2 separate regions of the Mus musculus genome follow, and region 2 is linked to region 1. The links are chromatin contacts, called in public promoter capture Hi-C maps. All regions are on one chromosome and are shown on one strand. The core of a region is the stretch at or near the end of the contact, and the rest is flanking DNA. Distances in the headings are between cores, read along the strand shown.

Region 1 (5,349 bases), core at 1,384-3,883:
TTTCTTACAGAGCCCAGGGCCACCAGTCACACTGGGCAGGGCCCTCCCTTGTTGATCACCAATTAAGAAAATGCCTTACAGCCAGATCTTATGAAGAAGGCATTTTCTCGATTGTAGTATCCTCGTTTCAGACAACTGGCTCATGTCAAGTTGACATAAAACTAATCGGGACATGTGATGGATACATTCTGAAAGAGAGGGCGGAGAACCCCAAACACCACATTCTGTAAGAGCCGCTTAGCAGAGGCTTGGATGCACACCTTAGGGACAGAGGAATAGGTAACAAGAAACGGTGTCACAGGACGGCTGTTCTGTCCTTCTCAGGGACCTGTGACAGTTGGTTTGCTGCAGCCTCCATACAGGGAGGGGCAGGAGGGAAATATGTCTGTGAGTGTGGAGTCCTGACATTCCTTCTGCCCATCCACCCTCAATAAAGCACCCGGGACGCCATCTTGGCTGGATGGGGTGCCTGGGGTCGACAGCTAGCAAGTCCTTTGTGTTCTGCCTGCAGGTGTGTCTGTGTGAGGGTGTCAGATCTCCTGCCCCTGGAATTACTGACAGTTGTGAGCGGCACATGGATGATGGGAATTGAACCCAGGTCCTTTGGCAGAGCAGTTAGAGATCTTAACTGATGGACCTTCTCTCCAGCACCCCCTTTGTCCTCTCCTTTGACTTGACCTGTTCTCTAGGTAAGCTGTTAGGTGTTTTTGCTTTTGTTCCTCCCATAGCTGTGCTCCCTGCCCCCGCATCCCCACTGTACCCTTTCGACTTTCCAGTCCTCCATACTTGGTCCTAACTCCAGGGGTTGTAGTGCTAGGTCTTCATGTCCGCAGCTGGCACTGAAAGAGTTGGGGAAAGCATGGGAGATTTTCAGATTTGCCAGAACGGAGCTGGCAGTGGCCATTAGGGATTGGGATCAGGAAATGGGTGCAGTTGTCTAGAAGTAGCTGGCAAGGAAGCAGGGATGGGGAGGGGGTGGGGGTGGGCAGTGCTTCACAGATGACAGACAGAGCCTGGTCTCCTGTGAGGGTGAGGCTAAGTCAGCTATCATCATATCAATACAATGCCTTCCAATCACAGGTTCAAGAGAATGCTGCAGTCTCCCACCTCCAGCAGGACTGAGGTTCCATTGACCCGGAGGACACCTTTGTTCTTTGTTCCCACCCTGGAGCAGACCGTGATGGATGACGTACAGAACTCTTTCTCCCTAGCCTCCTTAGGGTCCCCAGCCCCACCCTACTGAAGGAAGCATTCAGGGTGCCCCCACCCCCAAATCCACTTCTGCCTTCTCCCTGCCTCGATCCATCTGAAGTCTCTCCCATCGTCACCTGGTTCCTTGTCATTTTCTCCCACAACAGTATCTCCCCTAATAAAAGCCATCCTGTTAGGTTCCTATTAGAGCCTTCCTCTGAGATCCAGCCCGACACAGTCACACGGTAAGAGGGGCTTCTGAAGCCAACTGATGACCCCCACTCTGTGATCCAATCATGCGCACATGCTGGGTAACAGGATCTGGCTTCATGGCGTCTCCCCAATTCTGATGCAGTACGCTTTGCTTTGCTTTTTACCAGTAGCACGCAGAGAGAAATTTCACTTAGAGTGTGGTAGGAGTTGAGAGAAAGCTAACTTGTGCTTTTAGGAAGGGATGAGCCGTCCCTGCCTCCCCCGACCCTGAGTACAGCATAAGAAACTCACAGTCCAGGGCCTTCACTAAGGGACCCTGGGTATTCGCCCACCAAAGCCCTGGTTCTCAACCGTCCTAATGCAGCGACACTTTAACGCAGTTCTTCATGTTGTGGTGACCCATATTTTTGTTGCTACTTCACAACTGTAATTTTGGTGCTGTTATGAACCATAATGTAAACACCTGACATTCAGAATATCTAATTAGATAGAACCTAGGCGTGGGGGTCGCGACCCACAGGTTGAGAATCAGTGAAGGCACCTGCTCAGTGCTCTCTTAAGCACCTCCATGACCCCCGAGACCACCCAGAAGCAACCAGGCACAAAATTTAGTTTCTGTTTACTTCTAAACCTTTCTCCAGCTGACCTCCAAGCAGTCTCAAGGCAACATGGGTTTTTTTGTTTTTTTGTTTTTGTTTTTTTTTTGGGGAGGGGGGGTAACAGGGTGGGGTTTAGAGTGGGAATACGTCCAGAAATTGTAAACTTAACCCACTCTTAACATAATGACTTTCCTACTTCTAAAGATTGTACTAAAACCCTAAATTTCTTTTTACTAGAAAAAGGCTCAGAGTATTTTCTGGAATTCCAAATATTTTCACGAGCCAGTTTACTTAGGACAGATACTGGAACAGTTGTCTTTCTTTGGCTATTTTCAAACTCTAATAAATACAAGAGGATTCCCAACTCCCACACTAACTGAAGATGCATCTTCAACTCGGCGATATGGAGAAGATGGCAACACAAGCTACAACTCTCAGTCCCCAAAAGTTTTGTCGAAAGTGATTAGAAAAAAATATCTTACTTTAGAAGAGTGAGTCCACACAGTCCTCCAGATTCCTTCAGGAGACAAACTTCAGATCTCTGCGCAGGAGAAGTCACATGCTGATTAATGCACGCTGGGAGGTGGAGTTCAGGTCCCCTCCGAGTCCTTTTGCTAATGCCTGTTAAGTAAGCTTTTAAGAAGTGTTTGCCACAGCCGTGCACTTTAGATGTGTCCATGCTGCCATCTAGTGATCAGAACGTGGAACTGTGAACGCCAAACAAAGGCCTGTCTTTTGTTTGTGCAAGTTACTTAGCAGGCCAGATCCAATGGCCAGGAAGGTGGAAGGCTGCTGGAAAACACACAAGGGACCCGAGGCACTAAATACTCTGGTCTTCCTAGCTCTTAACCCAGATTGCTTTGAGCGGGGAAAAGAAAACTTCCTTGGGGCTAAAGTCTTGTTTCTGACGTTAATCCCTCAGCTGCAGAATGCTGGCATCCTGAGTGCACTGGGCCTGAGCCGAGGAGCACACCCAGCTAGGATGGGAATCTTGAAATGAACAGAGCAAAATATCATGCAATCAAGTTGGTTGAAGACTACAGGAGCCACGAGGAAAGGGCTAGGTCTTGGCTGGGTCGGAGACTTGTGAGTTAACCTGGCTAGTGTCACAGTGATCATGGAGGTCATGTGTGAATGTCCTGCATAAATCCAGGGGCTCGACACATTTGGCACACTTTGCCATGGGCTCTGGCACTGCAAAGGCTACAAAACAAAGCTATCAGATTGCGAGCCTCCTTTGTCACCTGGGCTGGCCAGCCATGCAGGTCTGCTGGGGACGCAGGCTGTACTTTCTGAGGGCTTCCTTCTTGAAGAGAAAAGTGATGCCTCCCAGAAGGTTCTGGGTTCTGCTCCTCTTTCTGAGTGGCTCCTAAAGTGTGGGTTTCACAGTCAGTCAGTTGGATGCACGTGGGTTGGACGGAGCAGAGCAAGACAGAGAGCTGGTCCTTTAAGGCAGGCACAGGGTGGCTTCCTGTGCTGCTCAGTGTGTGGGTGCTTTCTGTTCCTCCCTCAAGCTCCTGCCTCAGGCCCTGGCTTCAGTCTCTAGCACGGTATAAAGCCCAGAGTGCTAGCACCGAGCACAAATAGATGTAAGAGCATCACAAAGTTTGCTTAGAACTTCACAGCCAGCCTGGACTACAGAAGACCCTTATTCAGAACAGCTGACCCCCTCAAAGGGGAAAAAAGAGCCCAGTTTAAAAATAAAAAGACATAAATCCTATGTCTCCCTGAAATAGCTGAGTAAGCAGGACCTGTAAACTGGCCAACCTACAGCGTTCTTATATGGAGGAGAAGGAAACAGCGGCTCTGCGTTCTTATATGGAGGAGAAGGAAACAGCGGCTCTGCCAGGGTGGTGAGGAGGGGACATGGTGTGCAGGTGAAGCCCAGCGTCTGCCACACACCTGCAGGATAAACGGCAGCTTATTACAGCAGACACTTCTGTGTGTGCTCCTTGCTCTAATAGACTTGTCTTTCCCTCAACTTGCCAGGGCTTTGAAAGGCGTTTGCTTTTAATGACTATGAGAGTGCTCCAGGATTAACTTCTGTCTCTGTCTCTGCCTCTCTCCCCCAAATAAGGGACCTATCTGTAGTCCCTGTACTTGGGAGGCTGAGGTAGGAGATTAACGAGGACAAAGTAGGTTTCATAGTAAGACCTAATCTCAAAGGAAGAAGATTCACTTTCAGAAGTATGTGGTTTCAATCCTGAACAAAAGCAGGACCCCTGCCCCAAACTCAAACTGTTTTACAAGGAGTTATGACTTAGGATTAACGTAAACATTTAAAATTGTGTATGTGTTTAGGTAAACATGGAAGGCAGAGGGCAGTTGGTATTGTTCTGTGGAAGCTACCCAGCTTGCTTTTTCACACAGGATCTCAATGGCCTGAACTCACCTAGTAGGTTGGGGTGGCAGGAGAGCCAGCCCCAGGGATGAGCTTGTCAGACCTCAGTAGCACTTGACTAGCGTGCCACATGGCACATGCTTGGGTCTTTATGCAGGTGCTGGGGATCAGAAAGTCCTCATGTTTGTGTGACAGTCACTCAACTCACTGAGCCCTTTCTCCAACCCTAAATTGACACTTTAAAGGTAAGAAACAAAGCCTGTCATTTTGTTAACACAAGTTTGTTGTGTAGCAGTTTCCTCTGAGATTGAAACATTCCACCCTGCAAGGAAGCTCCTTAAACAGGAAGGTAAACAATTCAAAGTAGTTCCAGGAAGTCCCTGAAACCGAGCAGATTCACTAGGCACCCTGCCAGAGTGAGCAATAAAAGCCTGAGTCCCTCTCACAAGAGTAGTTAACTCATCAAGACAACACTTAGACAAGCCAAGCTGTGGATAAGACTCAGAAAAGACAAGCTGAAAAGGAGATTCTAAGACCAGACCTGGTGCCTAGAAGAAGCAAAACCTAGCCAAAATACTGGAAGAGGCTTAGACTAGTCACTTGGAAGAGACACCTTCCAGCCTACTGAGTAGCCTGTAGACCATTCAGTGTGTTCCAGGTTCCTACCTTTTGTGAGCTGCCATCTGTGCTGAGGTTGGGGTAAGCCTTGGGGATCCAACTGCCTTCAAGCCATCTCTGCTCCTGTAAGGAACTTCTCACCCATATCTGTATAAGTAACCCCAGGTCAAAGTCATGGTTCACTGGGCTATACTTTGGTGATAACTATATTTTGGTTTGTCATGGACTTCCTGTCAGGGGTGAGTAGATGTGGGAAGCCACTTTAGCCTTAGAGACCCCATCTTGTATAATCTTGTATTTATAAGGAGCAGCTAAATTCCCAGAAACAATTTCTGGCCCCAGGTGCCCCAAATGAACGGAAGACTAAGGTTTTGTTGATTAGCACCC
Region 2 (5,395 bases), core at 2,234-4,733, 650 kb before region 1:
TTCTTGCTGCCTGGTTCAAAGCTAGATCATATCCAGTAAAAACAAAACATTAAGTAGAATGGAACGAAGTTTATAGAACACACCAACTTTTTTTATTCTTTCTAAAATTTTTATTCATTACTTTTTTTTTCTTGAGACAGGATGTCATGTGATCCAGGCTGGCTTTGAACTTTCCAGACTCCCAAGGGCTGGAATAACGAGCCTAGACAGCCATGCTCAGTGTCATTAAATTTCGAAGTTTATGAAGCAAAACAAGAAAGAATAAATAAAGTATAGTCAACTCAGTTGTCTAAAAAAGGATTCCCTGAAATAAAGCTTTGGCTTGCCATCATAATTAATTAGTCAATTTGTATGTAAAACATTAGAACAAAGCCTTCTGTAACTCGGTGTACTTTCTTCCTTTTATCATGTCTCATAGCCCTAGTATGATAAATCCATGATTGCTATTTCCTATTGTGTTGTTGAGGGGTTTTTTTTTTATTTTTTATTTTTGGTTTTGTTGTTGTTGTTGTTGTTAGTTTGTTTGGTTTGTTTGTTTGTTTGTTTGTTTGTTTTTGTTTCTCAAGACAGGGTTTCTCTGTATAGTCCTGACTGTCCTGGAACTCACTTTGTAGACCAGGCTGGCCTCGAACTCAGAAATCCGCCTGTCTCTGCCTCCTGAGTGCTGGGATTAAAGGCATGCACCACCACGAACGGCTTTGAGTATTATTTTTAACTATGGCAGAAACTTTTCATATAAAATAATATGAAAGATTCAGCACTCTGGGGAAAAAAAAGACCAAGAATTGCGTTTCAATCTCTAAATCAATTAAGATGTTGCTAAGCAAAGACACTGCTAGAATAGACTCTAAGTTTGAGGGAAACCTTGGGCAGCCCGCCTATGACTCTGGAACATTATGCATTATTTTGGGTTCAGATAATTAACTTAACACAATCAGAGTTCAGCAATAACCATGACTTTACAATCTTTACTTTGTACCTATGTTTTCAGAAAATACAGTCATTTGATTCTCTTGACCAACTAACAGTCACTGAACGATCTAATTTGAGCATATGTCTTTGGATTGGTTGATTTTATGCATTTGTATTTCTTTTACCCCCTGGAAATCTACTTAGCATTACTATTTCCCATATTTTCTTAAACTTCCACCTTCATTTATTCCCTTGGTAAGAGAGATTATCCTTCCTCTGATTTATTTTTTATTTTCTGTAGTTAGTGTTAATTACTGATAGAACACACCTGTTTGCCTCTCCTATAAGTTGCAAACCCATTCATAGCTACATCACCCCTGTTTAAAGTGGGACCTTCCTCACAGAGAAGTTACATGGCTTACAGAAACATCTACCTCAAGAACTTTTCATTTTTAAATGAAAAATTTTAAGCCTAGTGGGTTTCCCAGAGCTGGGGCAGGTAGCCGGCTATGTGTCCACACTGACTACTCTTTTAATAACTTGGGCATCTTGGAAGCATATAAAATCCCCTATCTCAACCTTCTCCAACACTCTCTACCACACTTGAGCTCTAATTATCTCTGCATGTAAAGGTATCTGAATACCTTTATAGCAGTGATGCTGTTGTTAAAAACAAACCCAATGTGCTGCACAAAGAAGCCAAACACAACTACAAACATGTAATCTTCCCTCCTATTTATGTGGCATTTGGATGTAAAATACTCTAATTCTAGACTTTGGGAATATGTTTAAATTTGTTTTGGCCCTTCATTATTTAAACAGAGAAATGTCACCAAGTTACTCACTCATTCTGAATTGCTTTCTGTTAAATACTTTTGATTTCTTTTCTTGTTTAAATATTTTATTCTAGAGCAGATTGGCCAACTCTTTTAAAAGGAGTAAAATTTTTTGGCTTGTAGAACACACATTCTTTGTCATAGCTACTCAACTCTGTCATTCTGCTATGCTAGCAGGAACAAAGCCATAGATGATACATAAATAAATGAGCAGAAATGGGTCACAATGAAATTTTATAAAAATATATGTAGGCAAACTTTGCCTCATTGTTCCTTTTTTCCAATATTTACCCTAGATTGTGTTTTTAAAGAATCATTTCATTATAAACTTTATAAAGCACTTACTTAATGCATCAAAATGATAATCTACTGGAGGAAAAGTCTAGACCTAAATATTTTCTACTCCACACCCTGAAACAGTATTCTTGGGACTCAGGTGCAACTCAGTGACATGTGATACAAGCTTATATATGACAGTGGCATATAATATGTGTTTATACACAACAGTGGTATATATGTGCTTATGTATGACAATGGCATATCATATGTGTTTATATATTACAGTGGTATATAATATGTGCTTATATGGAAGAGTAGAATATGTGTTTATAATAGTGATATATAATATGTGCTTATATATGACAATGGTACATAATATGTGCTTATATTTGACAGTGGCACATAATATATACTTATATATGACAGCGGTATATAATATGTGCTTATATATAACAGTGGTATATAATATATCCTTATATATGACAGTGATATATAATATGTGCTTATATATATCAGTGGCACATAATATGTGTTTAGAGTATGTGAGGCCCTGGACTCAATCATCACTACCAAGAAGAATTGGGAAATATATGTTTAGTTTTTGAAGCTGTTTGAAATTTTCTTAGGCTTGGATCCTATACATATCTAAATCTTTTTTTTTAAAGCTATTCTGTTTTACACTGCATAAAGCCTTCTCTTTAATTGTATGAGTATCTTTGTTTTGTTTTCTCACTAGGATAGCTTTTCCGTTAGAAATAATTCTCACTTAGATATTAGTGCTTCTGCCCATATTTCCCAGAGCTCTTAGTTTTGTGTTATGTCAGTATATTTATCCCCTTCCTGATGTCTCTCAGAAAGGCTTGATTATCTAACCTGGTAGTTTATTTACATTGTTGTCACCTGGCTACTTAACCCCCCTACTGCATTCTTTATTGAAGACATCATACTTTTTGTGCTTTTTCTAGTAGAACTTATGCAAATGTATTTTCTGCTGCAAAAGCCCGATTCCCTAGCTGAGTCAGTTAGGAATTCTCCTGTTACAGAAAAACTCGTTACATGTGGCTTACACAAGTTAGCCTGTTTATTTTATAGTAAAAGATTGACGGGAATTACAGAATCAACTCAAAAGTTCAAAGTAGAGCCAGAGGGATGGCTCAGCAGTAAAGAACTCTGGTTGCTTTTGCAGAGGGTCCAGGGTTGATTCTGAGCACCTACCTGGTTCCTGGCAGCCCCAACAACCTGTAACTCTAGTCCCAGGAGATCCAACAACTTCTTCTGGCCTCCTTGGCCACTTCAAAAATATGGTGCAGACATATATGCAAACAGAAGACCCTTATACATAAAATAAAAATAAAATGGAAGACAAGAGAGTGCAAATGAGGGTCAAAGGCCTCTTTTCCCAACTACCTATTTCTCCCCAGTGGTAGGAAGGTAGTGACTCCTCCCCCCATCCCGTGGAAGCACAGAGAGAAGGGAGTAAGGCAGAGGACCTTCCTCTGCTGGACAGGCAGAGTCTTCTCAGAAGTCCTCAGGAGGACGGCTTTCCCAGTCTCATTAGTTATGATTGAGTCACTTAGTCAGGCTCCACAACTCTCCTGCAGGCCAGTGTTTGGTTTTCTTATCTTGGCAGATGAAGGTAATGCAAAGAGTGGTTAGAGACAGTACTGAGCGAGCCAACCATAGTCTCTCTCATCTGGAGGTTTTTTTGTTTGGTTGGTTTGGGGTTTTTGGTTTTTGGTGGTTTTTTTTTTTTTCTTATTTAAAATCCTCTCTTTGGTCCATGAATCTGTTCACCTGATGTGATAATTAATCTGTCTTTAATATGTTGTAAAAGAGAAAAGAAGTCAGGCAGACATGGCACACAACTTTATTCCCAGCACTTGGGAGGCAGAGGCAGGCAGATCTCTTTAAAAGTTCCAGGCCAGCCTGGTTTACAGAACAAGTTCCAGGAGAACCAGGGCTACACAGAGAAACCCTGTTCCAGAAAACTAAAAACAAAACAAAACAAACAAACATATGAAAAGAAGAAACAAAGGCAACAGCTAAAATCCATATTTTGTATTATTTTTTATTAGGTATTTTCTTCATTTACATTTCCAATGCTATCCCAAAAGTCCTCCATACCCCCCTGCAACTCCCCTACCCACCCACACCCACTTTTTGGCCCTGGTGTTCCCCTGTACTGAGGCATATAAAGTTTGCAAGACCAATGGGCCTCTCTTTCCACTGATGGCCAACTAAGCCATCTTCTGATACATATGCAGCTAGAGACACGAGCGGTAGGTGCCATTAAAAGAGTGAAAGGGAGAAAAAAAAAGAGAGAGACATTATTTTGTACTTACTAAATTTGGGATTAGCCCATAAGTCAAATCTGGCTCAAAAATACCATTGAAAGTATTATTTTGTGCTTTAAAATTTATATGAAGTAAAATTTCAGTATCTGTGTGTTTACATATTGATTATGGCTGCGTTTATACTGTACCACCAAAGATGAATAGTTGCAATAAGACTCTATGTAGCCCACAACCCAAAATATTTACTGCTTGGTTATTTTCCTCCAAAAAAATAAAAATGTGTGTGTGTGTGTGTGTGTGTGTGCGCGCGCGCCAGATCATATTATTGCTAAAGTTTAAATATTACTTTAATTTAAAGAAGAAAAAACTCTCTATAGTATTTAGGCAGGCAGAGGGCTAGCAAGATGGATGAGTGGGTCCAGGGCTTGCCACCACACCTGTTCTCCTGAGCTCAACCCCCCAACCCACACAGTAGACTGGAGCAGCACTGCTTAATCTTGACTGTCTACTTTATGAGATCTAGAATGCTGTAGGAGACAGACGTCTGAGGAAGCCTTCAAGAGATTGTCTATATTAGGCCACGTGGGGTGGGAAGATCCACCTACGGGGACAGTGCCTTTCCATCCCTTAGATCCTCGACCAAGTAAAAGCAGAAGCGGAGTTGAGCACAGTAGATGCCGCCTTCCTCACGGAGGCTGCTGTGTGACCCACTCCCTCTAATCCCCACGGTTACAGAAAGATTGCACTCTCGGACCGCAAACCAAAATAAAGCCTGCCTGCCTTCCTAAATTACAGGAGTCAGATACTTGTAGCAGAAACCAGATAAGTAGCTAATGTAACTGGAATAGTTTTTAATGTTATGATGGTTTCTAGTAGTTTTTTTTTTTTTTTTTCAATTTTTAACCGTGCCTTTTTTCACTCTTAGTGAGGAGGGCCGAGAGTGCTCAGATGGGCACGGGTTGCTCTGGAGAGGACCGAGAGCACAAGCTGGTAATCAGCACTAACCAACCCAGCCTAGGGGACTAGGGATGGGGTGCTAACTCCATTCCTGCTTTGAGCAGGGACCCCAATCAG

Evidence for each region. Promoter capture Hi-C pulls out the DNA fragments that hold promoters and counts their contacts.
Region 2: a promoter capture Hi-C map of liver shows a contact between it and region 1, with 2.6 times the contacts expected there. The contact joins the enhancer-like site here to the promoter of Bdh2 in region 1. A contact is called at or near these places in 6 of 39 promoter capture datasets (the HPC-7 cell line, HPC-7-derived erythroid cells, cranial neural crest and 3 more), 7 of 484 Hi-C or Micro-C datasets (CD4 T cells, CD8 T cells, the G1E-ER4 cell line and 2 more) and 2 of 9 other capture datasets (adipose tissue and liver).

What each region holds. Positions count from the first base shown.
Region 1 is chr3:135,278,505-135,283,853 of GRCm38.p6, reverse strand. Bdh2 (3-hydroxybutyrate dehydrogenase, type 2) reads right to left here and starts at 2,633. Exons shown (of 10, transcript NM_001172055.1): 1 at 2,486-2,633. It overlaps Gm46826 (a long non-coding RNA gene), which reads left to right. Exons shown (of 3, transcript XR_001783991.2): 2 at 512-689; 3 at 1,081-1,422.
Region 2 is chr3:135,928,804-135,934,198 of GRCm38.p6, reverse strand. Gm31243 (a long non-coding RNA gene) reads right to left here. Exons shown (of 3, transcript XR_867649.1): 3 at 4,282-5,395. Among named protein-coding and RNA genes, the nearest start is that of Gm31243, 30 kb to the right of the region's middle. Within about 2 kb of position 3,483, at least 2 of the 459 cell types and tissues checked have an H3K27ac peak or open chromatin away from gene starts, as enhancers often do. A contact at or near this core is called in liver, where this site is marked.